Regions from separate parts of the Pan troglodytes genome. Here region 2 is linked to region 1. A link is a contact called in public Hi-C data. All regions are on one chromosome and are shown on one strand. The core of a region is the stretch at or near the end of the contact, and the rest is flanking DNA. Distances in the headings are between cores, read along the strand shown.

Region 1 (5,097 bases), core at 1,361-3,860:
TTCAGGACAGCCCTAGCAGGGTGCCTGCTGGGAGCTCTCCCTGGGTGCCCACAGACTCGCGACAGGCTGGGCAAAGAAAGCCAGAGCCCAAGACACCATTTCCCCCATTCATCCCCCTCTCCAAAGTGTGCAAAAGAGGCAATGTCAAGCTAAGCTGGCTGTGAAGGACACTGGAACCAAACAAAGGGCAGCTGAAGGCCCAGGATCCACATAAGGTGTGTGATGGGAAAGCAGCCACGGACGGGGAGCGCCACACACACACACGTGTGCAAACATGCACTCCCACGCGCGCAGTCCTACTGAGAGGTGACAGCGTGCTGGCAGTCCTCAGAGCCCTCACTTGCTCTCGGCACCTCCCCTGCCTGGGCTCCCACTTTGGCGGCATTTGAGGAGCCCTTCAGCTCCCCACTGCACTGTGGGAGCCCCTTTCTGGACTGGCCAAGGCTGGAGCCCACTCCCTCAGCTTGCAGGGAGGTGTAGAGGGAGAGGCACGAGCGGGAACCTGGGCTGCGTGCAGCGCTTGCGGGCCAGCTGGAGTTCCGGGTGGGCGTGGGCTTGGCGGGCCCCGCAGTCAGAGCAGCCGGCCAGCCCTGCTGGCCCCGGGCAATGAGGGACTTAGCACCTGGGCCAGTGGCTGCGGAGGGTGTACTGGGCCCCCAGCAGTGCCAGCCCACCGGTGCTGCGCTCGATTTCTCGCCGAGCCTTAGCTGCCTTCCCGCGGGGCAGGGCTCGGGACCTGCAGCCCGCCATGCCTGAGCCTCCCACCCACTCCATGGGCTCCTGTGCGGCCCGAGCCTCCCCGACGAGCACCACCCCCTGCTCCACGGCGCCCAGTCCCATCGACCAGCCAAGGGCTGAGGAATGCGAGCGCACGGCACAGGACTGGCAGGCAGCTCCACCTGCAGCCACGGTGCGGGGATCCACTAGGTGAAGCCAGCTGGGCTCCTGAGTCTGGTGGGGACGTGAAGAGTCTTTATGTCTAGCTCAGGGATTGTAAATACACCAATCAGCACCCTGTGTTTAGCTCAGGGTTTGTGAGTGCACCAATCGATACTCTGTATCTAGCTGCTCTGGTGGGGCCTTGGAGAACCTGTGTGTGGAAACTCTGTGTATCTAACTAATCTGATGGGGACGTGGAGAACCTTTGTATCTAGCTCAGGGATTGTAAACGCACCAATCAGCACCCTGACAAAACAGGCCACTCGGCTCTACCAATCAGCAGGATGTCGCTAGGGCCAGATAAGAGAATAAAAGCAGGCTGCCCCAGCCAGCAGTGGCAACCGGCTCAGGTCCCCTTCCATGCTGTGGAAGCTTTGTTCTTTTGCTTTTTGCAATAAATCTTGCTACTGCTCACTCTTTGGGTCCACTCTGCTTTTATGAGCTGTAACACTCACCGTGAAGATCTGCAGCTTCACTCCTGAGCCCAGCGAGACCACGAGCCCACCGGGAAGAACGAACAACTCTAGACGCTCTGCCTTAAGAGCTGTAACACTCACCGCCAAGGTCTGCAGCTTCACTCCTGAGCCAGCGAGACCACGAACCCACCAGAAGGAAGAAACTCCGAACACATCTGAACATCAGAAGTAACAAAGTAACATCAGCTGTACCCACTCACCGCGAGGGTCCGCGGCTTCATTCTTGAAGTCAGTGAGACCAAGAACCCACCAATTCCAGACACACTATGGGCTCACAGCGTGTACTCGCGCACACGCAGTCAGATGTGGATGTACACCCGCACACACCCAGGCACATGTACACCCGCGCGCTCACACACCCCATCCAGCTACAGCAGAATTCTGGCCAGGCTGTTGACCGCACACCTGCTGCCTCCTTGGCCACCCCGTCCACACAGTAGCCCGATCGACCCCCGTGGCGGCCGAGACCCAGGCCCATCCGCAGCCCTGAGACCTCCCTAGGGATTGCACCCAGCAGCCAGTCACCGGCATCCGCGGCCTGGCCAGTTGAGGGTGGCCGTGACCACGGGGCCAGGAGCGCCGCCACATCTCGGGGCAAATGGCGCGGGGGAAGAGTTTCCTCCTCAGCCTCCCCGTCTCCGATCACTCCGCAAACTCCAGAGCTAGGCACACGCCTTTAAAGGCAGGTCCGCGGCTCTCCCACGTCCTGGCGCCCGGTTTTCCGCACCCAGTGTCCCCACAGCTGTGCCGGGGCACAGAGGCGCGGCCAGACCGCACTCCGCGGGCTGCAGGTGTCCCGGCCTCTGGCGGCGCCGGTGCGGCCCGGAGGTGGGAGCCCGCGGAGCCACTGCAGTAGCTGGAGTCCCGCCGAGTCCCCAGCCCCAAGGCAGGGCAGGAGCGCGCACCGGCCGGAGGTCCATGCTGAGCATCGCCCGCGCCGGTGCCCGGCAGCCTCTCCAACTGTGTGGTCCCCGCGCGGGCAGAGAGGCACGGACTGCAGGCCGTGGGCAGCTCCATCTTCCCGCGTCCTCCTCCTCTGGCGCTGCCCGCTGTCTCCCGCCTTCCCTCTGCTCCCCGCTCGCCTCCGCCTCAGCGCCCCGCTGACCTCGCCTCCTCCCCTCTGCTCTTTGTCCCTGCACTCTCCCCTCCTGGGTCCTCTGACCCCCCCGCCCTCACCTCCTCCCCTCCTCTCTCCCTTGCCCGCCCCGCGCTCTCCCACCGCTCCCACCGCCCCCGCCGCCGCGGCTGCCACTCCGCCCCCCGCGCCGCACGGAGCTTCAGTAATAACCCCGGCGCGGCGGCGGAGTCGCTGTGGGGAATCCTCCCGCGCTCTGCCTGGGTCGGGTCCTCCCTGCCCGCTCGCACGCTGCCGGCCGGGGACCCTCCGGTGGCCCCTAGCCCCTCGGAGCGCTCCTGGATGAAGCCCCGCGCGCGCGGATGGCGGGGCTTGGCGGCGCTGTGGATGCTGCTGGCGCAGGTGGCCGAGCAGGTGAGTGCCGGGCGCTCCCACCAGCGCGGAAACCGCGGGTCCGGACAGCTGGAGGCGAGTCCCCCGCGGCTCCTCTCCCGCGGACCCCGCCGTCTCACCGCGATGTCGCCGCTGTTTTCCGCAGGCACCTGCGTGCGCCATGGGACCCGCAGCGGCAGCGCCTGGGAGCCCGAGCGTCCCGCGTCCTCCTCCACCCGCGGAGCGGCCGGGCTGGATGGAAAAGGGCGGTAAGTCCGTGAGGTGGGGGCTTCTAATCCTTGCCATTTAGCAGCTCGTAATCTCCGTGCCGCTGGTTTATTAGGTGCTGTGAATGTTCATGACTCTGTGGAACCCTACTTTTAAGATGCTGTTGTGAACTTTTTTTTTTTTAACTGTATGAGCGAGCCCCGATGAGTGGATTTCCACCAATATTTACATTTTATTCCCTGGCAAAACTGTTTGCCAGAGTTATTGATATAACATTAGGAAAAAGGTGAGGAAGTTCATTTTATTTTATTCTAAAGAGCTTAGGAAGAATCTAAAGCTATTAATGTATGCATCAAAGCCGTCATAAAGAGCAAATTACTTTCTTTTCCGTCCCCTCCTACATCCTCGGATCCTCCTTCCCGTCCCCAACCTTTCCTCCTTCTCCTCCTTTATACATTAAAATATTTCTCTATCGTTGCTTATTCTCAGTGAAGGAGATAAAAGAAGCGCTTAGCATCTCAATACCAAAGTTAATGCTCCAACAATCAGGGCGTACTTCAAACATAATAGTGCCTGAAATGGCTAATCAGCTGATTGTGACACCATCAGCAACGTTCATATCCTGGGCCACAATTTGACATGAGGGCAAGTCTTATTCTTTTTCAATGCATGCTTTTACTTCTGCCACTTACAAGTGACATTTGGAAATTTGCTGTCTTATGGAAAGGGATCTCCGTGTCTTCATACTGCATCAGGTAAATGAGAACGCAGGTGTGTCGCACTGGTTGCTAGGTGGTTTTTTAACCTGAACCCATCCAATGACAGTTAATAAATATTATTTTGCATTGTTACCAACAATAAATTGCCGTATCAAATGTTAATATTAATTGACTTTTATAGGAAGAACTAGGTTTCATTCTCTCAATGTATTTCCAGAAGATCTAGAAAATTAAAGTTAACAATTCAGAATTTCTCAGTATAGTTATTTCAATTTGATAAAATAACATAAAGGCAAGCACTTAATATATGCATTAACTTTTGAAATTATTCCCTGCCAAATGAGAATACAAATAGTATATAAGGTGACCGGTATCAGATTGACGCTCACCGTAGTACCTTTTTGAGAACCACCAGGGGGCGCTAGGTGCAAATGATATAAAATGTTAAAAAAATTGTCAGTGAATTTACAAGAGAAAGTTAATTATCTGTCCATTTACAGACTATCTTCTTGTGGTTGTCCTTGTCCTTTTTAGGGTTTTGCTTACAATACTAAAAGTTAATTCTTACAATTTTAAAGGTTAATTCTAATTCACCTTTTTAAGTAAGATTTTTGTAAAAAAAATTCTAGTTCCCTAAAATCATGAAAATTCCAGAGGGACTCAGGAGATTTCCACAACAGTTTATGGCATTTATGAAGTTTTATTTAAGATAAAGCACATTATAGACACAGAAGAAAGAAGAAGAAAAGCCAGGGCTTCGTGCCTAAGTGTGCTTTTCTCCTGAAGTGATTCAATCTGCTTCAGCATCCTCTCTGGGAGTGGGGTGCCAGTGTGCTGCTCTGAACACCTGGCACCACAGTTGTTGTCACAACGTATCGTCTCCATGACAACCACTTATCTGGCTTGGTAAGAACCTGAAGGGGAAGAGGCAAACCCTTCTTAGTGAAGTTCTAGCCCAGTGGACACAGCACACACCCTCCTCCCCTACCTTCTATGCACTTTAGCTCCTTAATTATAAATGGCTAATGTGTGAGTCTGGACATCCACAACAAGCTTTTATGCCACCAGAGAAAAGATCCTCCTCAACAGTGTTGCCTGTTTCCCTCTGACCTGGAGCAGAAGAGCTAGAAGACACTTGGTGACTGCTGGGGTCAACTTACTGTTGCCTGTCTAGGTATCCATTAGACAAGTTGGTTCTGAAATAACTAATTGTAGCCATACATTTTGTTTAAAGTAGCGCATGACTCAAACTATTATTGCAAATCATTCTTGGTGGCTGAAGTAATTA
Region 2 (5,384 bases), core at 1,545-4,044, 290 kb after region 1:
CCAGAGCTTTCGTTTTAAGCAGATACCAAGTATCTGAGAGGTAATGAGCGTGTGGGGTGAGAAGTGAGACTTTTTGAGTTGGATCCTCTGAAACAGCTGGCTGGATTCGACAGGCACAGGGAATCCCAAGACCAGAGACTGGAATGCAGACATTCCTCCGGGTCTTAGGGCTTCTCTGGCAGAAAAACAACAAGTTTATCTTGGAAGTTTGACAGGAAAAATGCTTTTAAAGAAAAAGCAAACCATCTTTTTCCTATGAGTCAGCTGAAGATATATTTATCTCCTTTCCAAAATGGATACCACCATCAATAAATTATTAATAACTACTATTTGTCTAGTGAATCCTATAGAGTGGTTCCCATCCTTGTCACTTTTTACTTAAATTACCGTTGGTCCTCTCTAAGGAAACACCAGCACAAATAGGTCATTTGCGTAAAAATTTAAAGACAGATGTGTGCTTCCAAAGCCATAGTTCACCACTTGCAGTATACACACTTGCTTGTTTGTTTCCATCGTGATGAAAAAACAGGTGTGGCCCATCATGCGGGAAAGAGAAAAAATGTAATTCTGACCATTCCTCAATTAGTGGCCTACTACATTTTCATTATGACCAATAATCACACCTGTTTTTGTACAGCCTGCATGCTAAGAATGACTTTTACATTTTGAAGTTTCTTAAATAAACAGAAGGTGACAAATAGGTGGCACAGACCTGTGTGACCTACAAAGCTTAAATATTTGCCATGTGGCTCTTCAGAGTCTGCCTATCCCTGCATTACGTAAACAAGACTCGTTTTCATTAGATGTCTTGAGAACTGGCTTTGAGAAAGGTAGGAGAAAATACACTTTTATTAACATTTTTGAAGGGAAATATTTGTTGTTTCTTACCTTCAATTAATTGCAGTACATTTGATTCCTTCTGACTTTCATTTAACATCTACTATGCAGCACTTTGCAGCATTTAAAGGGAAGACTCATCTGTAAGACATAAAAATCACCATCATCCAACTCAAAATGTGATGTTACTAAAAATTACTCCGTGCTAAGGGGATTTTTTGCCCCTTAGGTGGCAGATCCTTGGGGTTGTGGAGGTAAACCACGGAGCGTGGAAGAGCAGGTAGGATTTCTACACCTAGAGCTAGAAGGAAGCGTGTTCCAGGTGAGGGGAAAACACTAGCAAGGGTGCACAGACAGGGAGGCAGCAGTGAGAACTTCAAGTGCCCCTAATCATAAAAGTGCGTCATGGCTGCGGGTGGATGGTGTAGAGGGAGAGAGAGCTGGTGTCTTCTCCAGTAAGGTACTTTGGAAAAACACACGTTTAAGTAACTGTACATAAAAGGGAAATAATGGTGAAGATAAATTTGTCTGGGATCAGACGCTAGCACCGGGGCGATCATGATCCCTACAGGTCTTTCTCTAATACCTGCTGCCCCTTTCCCTAATGGGTCACATGGTCTGTCTTCCACTGTATAGCTGCGTCCCGCTATGGATCTGCTCACTTCCCTTTTCTTTTTTAACCTTACCCTTGTTTTCTGCCCACCTGTCTCTGAGAAAAGCTGAGACTTCTATCACCGGCAGGTCCTCAGTTAGGTACACGCCTGTCTTGCTTGGGTGTCAACGACAGGAAACTTAGCTATCGCTGGATGTCTGCTTCCGCCACTCCACAGCAGGTGGTATCCAGAGTGTGTAAGCAAGGTCAGGAGTGCGAAATTTGGAGAAGAAAACTCAGAGAAAAATGCAGACTGCTTTTTTTGGAAGGGGTGTTTTCAGTTGCAATTTCCATACTGAGGAGCTAGCAATTGGCTGGTAAGGTCTAGACATTAACTTAACTAAACGTGCATTCCTCCTCTTGAATTTGGACTTTATAAGGAATTTGGATTGTATAACCACACGATGGAAGCTGCGAGAGGCTTCTGAACAAGGTACTGATGGCGACCAGCTGTGATGACTAAAAAGACGATTCTGGTGGTGGTGGATACGGTGGCTGGAGATAAGAAAAACCTCGGTTCAAACGAGATCTGAATTTACCCACTAACTACGACCACGAGGAGTTTATTCCTTTATCTTTCCGTTTTCTCTCTCTCCCGAGAGGTGTCAAAAACAGGATTTGGAGGTGGCAGGATAATGGCCAAAATGGGTGGACAAGGTGGCGAACGATTCAACCAGGCTCTGGGCTTGGCGCACGGTGGGCGGTGGCGCCCACACCTGGGCCTGGGAACCCGCCGCTCGGGCATCACGGGCTGCCGCGGCGACCGGCGTGGACACATGACCGAGGAGCGAAAGGTCAGAAGACAAGGGGACTGTTCCAGGAGCAGGGGAGCCGCCACTGGCTGCTAAGGCCATGCAACTGGCGCCGAAACGCACGATCTCCGCCCGCCCCGCAGCGCGTCGGGAACTGTAGTCCCTCCCTCTCCTGCTCCCTGGCCCAGGACGGGCTCCGGGACAGCGCCTACCCCTCTAGCTGTAAATCACGCACTTTCCTGTCCTGGACGCCGGGTCCTTCCACTTCTCAGGCGTCTGGAGCTTACGTCACGGGCGGGTCACCGCCCACATAGCGGAGGCCTTTAGGTGTCTATGGAAAGCCTGTCGTACAGCAAGGTGGCAATAAAGGATCGACCCTTAACAGTGGAAGGAATGCACCTTCGATCCCTCTACTCCTATTGGCTGCTCCTCTGTGGGCCTCTCCCCCGCCGCATAGCACAGCTCCTCTCCCGGTGTTGCTCAGGCAGCGCCTTAGGCAGCCCCGCGCCCAGGGGAGGGGCGGGGCGAGCCAGGGCGGGGCGGGGCCCTGACTGGACTGCGTCGCGCTCGGGGGCCGCGCCGGGTAGCGTTTCTTTTTAGTGCCTGAGGCAGCTCTGGCTCGGAGAGCCTTTTGCTAGCCCCACGGGGACCTCTGTGCACGGATGGACCCGCCCGGACCTGGCGGGAAGCGGCCTGGCAGGCGGCGGCCCCGGCGGCATCAGCAGAGACAGGACGGGGCCGACGCCGCGGGCCCCTGAGGCGTGCGTGCCCACCGGGCCCGGCGGCGGCACCATGATGCCGGGCGAGACCCATTCGGCGGCGCCCGGGACGGCGGCGGACCTGTCGCGATGTCAGGGCTGCGCCTCTCTGCAGCAGGTGCGGCACCTCCCGGGGCCGCGGGCGCGGGGGGCGACTCTGCTTGGCCGGCCGGGAGCGCAGGGATGTGGGGTCCGGCCGCGCGGGCTGTGCCTCAGTGCGCTGCTCTCCCTTCCCAACCGTAGTTCTTGCTCGCTCGTCTCTCTGCTCTCTTTTTCCTACATGAGTTTTGGGGACGGCTTTCTTTGCTTTATTTAAGCTTGAAACCCAGAGTTCATTGACTGGAATGCGCTGGTGTAACGGTGGGGGTGGAGTGAGCGAGGTTTTGAGGGCCCCCCACCTTCCCTACCCGGCCTCGGAGCTCCCTAGGGCAGACTCCGTAGGTCAGTGAGGGACAGGTGAAACGCCGAGGGCAGTTATCTCCCTGAGGATAACGCTTTGGTCTTCTGGCCCATCCTGAGTATTTGTTGTTTGGAGGCAGAATCTTACGTGACATGTGGGTTGTCTGAGTCGTTAGACTCGAAGAGTCTAGGGAGGCATTTCAGCTTATAGCAGATGTGCCATCCCGAGGCTAATTTTTTAAAAAGCAAGCCACGTAATTGGTCAAGTAGCTTGTCAGTTGTTTGATAAAAGTAGTTTATTAAAGGCATGCAGAGACTGGAGGTTTCTAACAGCGGCGTGGGCTCTTCTTTAGAGTGACATAAGGGAGAATTGCTAGAGTATGGCTCCAGATCTTATGGGGTGGTACTTGGGCAATAGTGCCCCTCATTTCCCACGACTCTCCTAGCTGCCTGATGTCGGGGGTCTCTTTTAACTTCCTACTATCGCGGTTTCAGTGATAAAACGGAACTCACCAGCACCTCATTACCTACTCTGCCTAGTGTTCTAGGAACTACAGACATTGTGGTGAACAAAATAGGATCTCTCGTAAGTAAGATGCATATGTGTGAATAAGGCCTCAGAAGATTTTAGATGTTAGAAAATAAAGGAGGATGTTGGAATATTGGTCTTGTCTCTTAGCTAGAGTAGTCAGCTAGGGAATTTTTGAGTCAGTAACTTTCAGATATTTGAATAATGAGAAGGATCGGGCTGTCAGAAGAGATGTAGGAAGAGCTTTCTGGATAGAGGGATTAACAGGTGGAAAGGTTCCTTTGGTGAGAAGGAGCAGGGTGTCTTTGATGAGCAGAACATGGTATGGTTGGCATGAGCATAGTGCACACGGAAGATGGTTGATGAGACCAGACGGGAGTGCAGGCTAGGTAGGCCATGCCGAGAAACTTGGTTTGCATTTTAAGTGCAATATCTGTGAACTGATTGCAAACATTTTAAGTGTTGAAGGAAGGGGAGGAAGGAAATGTGCTGCTTTTGTGAGTAGAAGGAGAACTAATAGATCATTGCCTTCACTGAGCTGCATTGTATAGGTATCTTGTAACGCCCCCCGCCACCACCACCCCAGGAACGTGATTGGAGTTCTCCCGAATCTTTAATACATTGTATTTATTATTCGAGCCAATTCACTCAGCAAACATTTATTGATCACCTGCCGTATTTTAGACATTGCAATTATGGCATTAGGGGAGAAAAAGACAAAAATTCTTGATCTCTTGGAGCTTCCATTCTAGGAGGGTGGCAGGATAAATGAAACAAATGAGTTATGTTAGAGGGTAATGAAAACGTTGTTGATGAATTGAACAGAGATGGGGAGGGAATGAATGGGTGAGGACTAGGCCAGTGGCTGTTGGAATTTAAGTAGGGAGTCCTGGAACGTTTATATTGGAGCAAAGGTGAGAGAATAATAAGCTCTGTAGAAATCTTGGAAGAAAAGTCTCTCCTACAGTGGAAACATCAGATGTGAAGAACTGTAGCAGGAGCTGGCTTGGTGTGCTTGGGAAGAGCAAGAAGGCCAGTGAAGCTGGAGCGGAGTGAATGCTGGGAGTCAGGAAGGTAGGAGGAGGGCCTGATTGTGTGGGCTCCTGTAGACCATTGTTGGGGTTTGGGCGATGGAAATGGTGAGTCATTGGAGGCTTTTGTGCAGAAGAACTACTGATGTGAACTGTGCTTTTCAGTCATGGATCTGTTATGGTTAAATTTAGCAACTGTATCCTTCTGGTTGCTTAGGCCAGAAACTAGATGGCATCCTTGGTGCAGCTCTTGTTTTCTCATAACCTGTATCCAGTTTATCAGATTGTGTCCGCTCTGCCTTCATTATTCACGCACTTTTCAACATCTCCACTGCTTCCACCGTTGTGTGAACTACTCTAATGTATGGCCTAGAGATTGAATCTCCTTCCTTCTACCCTTGCCACATTTCCTGCTGTGGGTTCTCA

The links. A called contact is a pair of places that touch in the nucleus more often than the background predicts.
Region 2: a contact with region 1 is called in a Hi-C map of stem cell-derived neural progenitor cells, with 6 times the contacts expected there. The contact joins the promoter of ICE1 here to the promoter of ADAMTS16 in region 1. A contact is called at or near these places in 4 of 7 Hi-C or Micro-C datasets (blood, induced pluripotent stem cells and stem cell-derived neural progenitor cells), 1 of 1 datasets of contacts at active chromatin or transcription factors (stem cell-derived excitatory neurons) and 1 of 1 other capture datasets (stem cell-derived neural stem cells).

Annotation. Positions count from the first base shown.
Region 1 is chr4:5,803,761-5,808,857 of NHGRI_mPanTro3-v2.0_pri, forward strand. It overlaps ADAMTS16 (ADAM metallopeptidase with thrombospondin type 1 motif 16), which reads left to right and starts at 2,611. Exons shown (of 23, transcript XM_016952922.4): 1 at 2,611-2,904; 2 at 3,029-3,131. The coding sequence starts at 2,833. LOC104006331 (a long non-coding RNA gene) reads right to left here and starts at 2,517. Exons shown (of 4, transcript XR_001717436.4): 1 at 2,321-2,517.
Region 2 is chr4:6,091,632-6,097,015 of NHGRI_mPanTro3-v2.0_pri, forward strand. ICE1 (interactor of little elongation complex ELL subunit 1) reads left to right here and starts at 2,795. Exons shown (of 20, transcript XR_010157136.1): 1 at 2,795-3,117.